Regions from separate parts of the Mus musculus genome. Here region 1 is linked to region 2. Evidence: chromatin contacts called from public HiChIP or PLAC-seq data. All regions are on one chromosome and are shown on one strand. Each heading gives the region's core, a stretch centred on a gene start, on an enhancer-like site or on the middle of the called end of the contact. The rest is flanking DNA. Distances are from core to core; before and after follow the strand shown. Region 1 holds the start of Btg1 (BTG anti-proliferation factor 1). Region 2 has its middle 21 kb from the start of Gm40747.

Evidence for each region. HiChIP or PLAC-seq counts read pairs in DNA pulled down with a chosen protein or histone mark.
Region 1: an H3K4me3 HiChIP or PLAC-seq map of bone marrow-derived macrophages shows a contact between it and region 2, with 7 times the contacts expected there. The contact joins the promoter of Btg1 here to the enhancer-like site in region 2. A contact is called at or near these places in 11 of 39 promoter capture datasets (the 3T3-L1 cell line, 3T3-L1-derived adipocytes, the C10 cell line and 7 more), 7 of 484 Hi-C or Micro-C datasets (CD8 T cells, bone marrow-derived dendritic cells, bone marrow-derived macrophages and 4 more), 27 of 115 datasets of contacts at active chromatin or transcription factors (the 230-238 cell line, CD8 T cells, the NIH/3T3 cell line and 19 more) and 3 of 9 other capture datasets (embryonic stem cells, liver and macrophages).

What each region holds. Positions count from the first base shown.
Region 1 is chr10:96,615,732-96,618,431 of GRCm38.p6, forward strand. It overlaps Btg1 (BTG anti-proliferation factor 1), which reads left to right and starts at 1,270. Exons shown (of 2, transcript NM_007569.2): 1 at 1,270-1,741; 2 at 2,545-2,700. The coding sequence starts at 1,594.
Region 2 is chr10:96,279,005-96,281,704 of GRCm38.p6, forward strand. No RefSeq gene overlaps it. Among named protein-coding and RNA genes, the nearest start is that of Gm40747, 21 kb to the left of the region's middle. Within about 2 kb of position 1,402, at least 13 of the 459 cell types and tissues checked have an H3K27ac peak or open chromatin away from gene starts, as enhancers often do. A contact at or near this core is called in bone marrow-derived dendritic cells, bone marrow-derived macrophages and macrophages, where this site is marked.

The DNA.
Region 1 (2,700 bases), core at 20-2,519, 340 kb after region 2:
ACATGCACAAAGATGTTATTTTTTGATTCAGTTTATTATAAAAAAAAACTTGATACTTTCTGAAGTGCTTTCTAACATTATCTTTAGATAATATGTGGGTACTTAAGTATTGTATATTAATGATAAATGATGTATAGGTCACCTTTTCAAATTAATTTCAGAACCAATTATCCTCTTGTTTCTCCTCTAGCTCCATACACACACACACACACACACACACACACACACACACACACACATATATATATTTTAAAGTGGTGTGTATTGCATCTGATGACCAACTAAACTCTAAATATTTATTTCCATCTGGTAGAGTTCAACTTCTGCCTCTTGTTTGCTTTCTTCTTCCTGCCTGGACTTCATTGTTTTCTCTCCCTTCTCCTACTTTAAGAGAGTTGGGTTAACCCTATTTTGGGTCTAATAGTTTTAGCAGGCTCATGCTTTCCTTTTTTTCTAGGCTGTTTACAACCGTCTTTGCCAGTAAATATGGGTGTCTATGCTTAACACTCTCGACAAGCTTAAAGTTTTATCTTATGTGTCAACAGCAGCACAACTCTAAAGTTCTGACATCACTTGAACTAGAAAAACGAATTTGTTGTGCCTTTCTAAAATACATATGCAGATTTTTATGAGTTTCAAGGCTCATCTTCTCCCCCCCCCCAGCCCCCCGGGGTTCTGCAAACCCTAGGGGCAATGGCTTGGATTAAGCCGCAGGATAGCTCCAGGGAGCGAGTCCTTCCTTCCATTCCCTAGCGGAGCCTTAGTCTCCGCCACCGCACGCTCCTCCCGCCAGGGCTGCCAGCCAAGCCGGCTGGAACTGGGCTCAGATGTAAACATGGGGTACGCAAAGGACTGGGGCTGCGGAGACCGAACCTCAGTCCTGAGGTTCCAGCCACACCGCAGTAAGTGAGGAACCCGGAGCCCGCTCGGGGACTGGAGGGTCCCCGCTGGCCCGAACCGGGGGCGGAGCTAGCTCGGGGGCGGAGCTTTCACACGCGCCTCCTTGGCTTCTTTCTCCGCCCTCCACCGCTCCGGAGTCTCAGGCTGCCACTCGGGGGGTTTATTTGTTTACAAGCAGATTACGTCAGCTCCTCCCTCTCATCCCGGCCTCTGGGCACGCCCCCTGGCGGCCTTTCTCCCGCCCCCTCCAGCCCCGAATCTGCCTGCGTCACAATGGTGCGATCTCCGGATTGGCTGGCGTCCGCCCTCACGCCCCGGGTACGCCACTTCCTTTCCGCAGCCCTATAAAATGAGCTGCACGGCGGCGGCAGCTCTTCGCCCCTCGGAGCTGGAAATGCAACTCTCGGGATCCTCGGAGGCTACCGAGCTGGAGGCGGAGGCGGCTGGGGAGGTCCGAGCGATGTGACCAGGCCGCCATCGCTCGTCTCTCTCTGTCTCTCCTGCCGCCTCCTGGCTTGAAAATAACTTTTTTACTCTAAAGGAAAGAAAAAAAATCCCCTAGAACCAGTAGCCGTCCGCGCCTCGCGCCCTCGCTTCCTCTCGGCCGTCGGGTCTGGGCGAGAGCCCGGGGTGGCCGCTTCGCCGTCGGGGCCGAGCCCCGGCCGCCCCGGGCCACCCCCGGCCGCCGCCCCCATGCATCCCTTCTACACCCGGGCCGCCACCATGATAGGCGAGATCGCCGCCGCGGTGTCCTTCATCTCCAAGTTCCTCCGCACCAAGGGGCTCACGAGCGAGCGACAGCTGCAGACTTTCAGCCAGAGCCTGCAGGAGCTGCTGGCAGGTGAGCGGGGCGCGGGGACCGTCGCGGGTCGCCACTAACGGGCGCGTCCCGGTCGTGGCTGGGGGAGGGGGGGGGAGCTGGGCGGCGGGGCGCCGCGACACGCACAACAAAGGATCCGAAGCGGGGCGACGCGGAGCTGCGCCCCGACGGCTACCGGCCGGTCGCGGGGGACAAAAGACCCAGGGCCCGGAGTCCCGTCGGTCTCCTCTGCCGGGTCGCCGCGACCGTTGCGAGAGTCTGCGGCTGAGCCCCTGGGTGGCTTGTCGCCTCTGTGTTTCGGAGCCGGCCCGGGACGGACGTGCCAGGTCTCCGCACCTCCTGTGCCTCTTGCCCATTAATCATCGGATTTGTCACCGGTACAATTACAACCCAACCCAGATCTTGGTTTAAGGTTTCTTGGGTTTTCTTCCCTTTGGGGTTAACTGGCCATAGTGGCGTTGTCTTGCCCCCACCCCCCACCAGTTCCATAAAGTCTATTGTATGGGACCCCGTTGGGGTGGAGAAAGTAAACAGGTTCCCGCCCGCTTGCCTGTGCCATCCAGCTAGTTGGCCATCCAGGGCTGCGCGCGGGATTCCTGTTTTGGCGGCTCAACCGGTCAGTACCCGGACAGTGTTTGCCACAGTGTCTTTGCTTTCTCTATTCTGTCTCACGACAGCGAATTCGGTCCCGGACATTTGTGAAAGTTGGTGGTTTTCATTTTCGCTTCGCTAAGAAGCTAGCAGCAGGAGGAGGAAAGTACGCTACGGTACGGCTGCGTTGACTACCGTCCTGAGCATTGTTTCTCTGTTCTTTTCTTCCACAGAACATTACAAACATCACTGGTTCCCAGAAAAGCCGTGCAAGGGATCAGGTTACCGTTGTATTCGCATCAACCATAAGATGGATCCTCTGATTGGACAGGCAGCCCAGCGGATTGGACTGAGCAGTCAGGAGTTGTTCAGGCTTCTCCCAAGTGAAC
Region 2 (2,700 bases), core at 152-2,651:
AGAGTGGGTTTCTAAAGCTGGCCAACTCCTAGAAAAGAAACCCTGGTTTCTAAGGGGTGGTTGTGCAAGATGCAGCAACAGGCCTCCTGCAGAATCAGTGTCAGGGGCCATTGGACAGGATGATGAACAAGCCAATCTATCATGATGCCTGGAACCTTGGGTTGCCAAAGGCATCATCCATAAACCTCCCTTTGCCATAACCCTGATGTGACATGGATGTGCCATTTCCACCTTGCAGAATTGGATTGTGGTTGGGGAATTCTGACTGCTGATTTTTCTCTCCTTTCACCCACGCACTACACAAGCAGAAAGTTCCTTTTTTTTTTTTTTTTCAGTTTCCTTACTCTTTGTACTAACACCACTTATCTGGTCTGATGGAACTAATTACCAATCTTTTGGTTCCACATACTCTGGGCTTTGAGTTATACAAAGTCAGTGCATGGATTCTGTACCATGTGCATATAGGTCTGTGTCCATAGCTGGAAAAAAAAAAGCATACTAGCTTTGTTGTTTTGTTTTTGTTGTCACTGTGATAGAACACCCAAGAGAAACATGTTACAAAGAAGATAGGTTTACTTCCACTCACAGGTTCAGAGGTTTTAGACTAGATAGTTGGTTCCTTTGTTTCTGGGGCATCATGAGGCCCAGATGGGAACATCACCACAAAAGGATATGGAACAGAAAGTTGTCAACCTTGTGGTATCCAGGAAATAGAGGAAAAGGGGACAGAGGGGGTTCCTAGGACAGAAGTTACTCCCCAAGAACATGCCCCAAATCTTTTGGACATTTCCCCCCACCTTCAATTAGCTGCTTCTGCAAATGTCTTCAGCATCATGGTTAGAAATATGCTTTATTAAGATACAGTTCTCAATTCAGCCCATTTTGAAATCAACACTAGCACATATAGAGTCTGCTACATTCCAGTGACCATTCTTCCTATCTTCCTCAGTAACAGAACACTGAACATGATGGGGCTGGAAGATTGCATGTCGAAGACTCCTTTGCAGGTTGGTAGAGCCATATGCGTACCCAGCTACTCAGAGAGGTAAACAGAGATAATGGAAGTAGAAAACAAGAGGGTTGAAGCTTCTAGTTGCTCTTTTCCCCTGATGCTTGAAGTACTTGTATGTAAGGAGTCTCTTTGCCAGTTGAAATGGCTTTGCCAACAGAGGTCACATACGATCTAAGTGGAAGTCATCCTGGGTGGCCCTGAATGAGTGACTCTTACCCTGGACTGCTCCCTTGGAAAGTCTTTAATCCAAGAAAATAAAACCTTGGATATTTCAGCCTCCGAGTGTGATCTGTTTCCAACTAAGCTCAGTTATTTGCAGTGTACATTGACAGAAATGAAGTGCGATTGTGATGAAATACATCTAACGCAACAGGAACAGCCAGAACAAGGAATTGGAACCCACCGGAAACAGCTTAGTCAAATTATGTCTGCTGTGATTTCTGCTTGCCTCCTTCTTTGTAGGCCTGTGTTTATGTCATCATCTTCCTGCTCCTTCTCCTCTTCCTCCGCCCCCTGCATCCTTTTTGTTTTTCAACATCCCTGTTCCTGTGGATTGTTCCCAGTCTCTGCTGAGCATTTGGAATGCTGTGGTCAGAGCCCTTGATCAGGAACATCACCTTGTTCCAACACCCTTACTGTTCTGCTGTCTCAGGCATTAAGACTGAGGGAATTAAGAAGGAGCCAGCTGTCTACTCTCGATTCAACCAGGTCAGGAGAGAAGATGGGGTCTGAGCTAAAATGCAAGTAATTGAGTCTTAGATGTAACTCTACTTCTGGAAATAATTCTACTGGCAAAAAGTTAAGAAAGAAAATGCATTTTCCTCAAGGAAACTCTCCTGCATTCTTTCTTATGGTTTCCAAGGTAGGTCTTGATTTCATAAAGCTCTTTTCTATATCTCTAATTAGAATGCATGCGGGTGTAGTGTATCTGCCAGAGTATGGGAAGTCTACCAGCAGCCACACCCCTTTAAAAATGATTCTCCCCTCTCAAACAGCTATCAGCTGCTAATAACTCCTCAGCCAGGGTCATGGTCTCATGAGCCCCTCACCTACCCATACTAGAATGCTGAGCAGCTTGAACTTGTATAGGTTTTGCCGATAATCATAGCTGCTTTGGAATTCGGGAATGCAATGGCCATGTCATATCCAGAATATTGCATTTCACACTTGTTTTCCCCATCATCCCTCAGCCTGTGCATTCTTCCCATCCCCAACTCTTTCTCAATGTTCCCTGAGAGGGAGGTGACTCAGACAATGGTCCCATTTAAGGCTGAGAATGCACCGGTTATTTAGTCTCAGCATTTTGACCAGTTATGAATCTGTATTGATGGCGGCCCAGTGCTGATAGAGGTTTCTCTGACCAAGGCTGAAAGAAGCACGCAGATTTGTGGGTACAAACATAAATAGTTAGAAGGCAGTTTGACAGGGCCATTTAGAAACAGTACTCAATTTCCCTAAGGTTTATGAACCAACCCCCTCAGAGCTATGGAGTTTAGCCAGGTTTACAATACTAGGCATATGTCCCTTGCTGTGGAGCAAATCCAATCAGAAAGGGACGGTTACCCCCATAATAGCCAATCCACTCTTGTACCAGTAGACATTTTGCCTGGAAGGTTGGTATTGGGCCTGCAGGGTCTGCTACTAAAGTCCATTGGTGACTTTTCTCTCTCAGGAGCCTACACTAATTT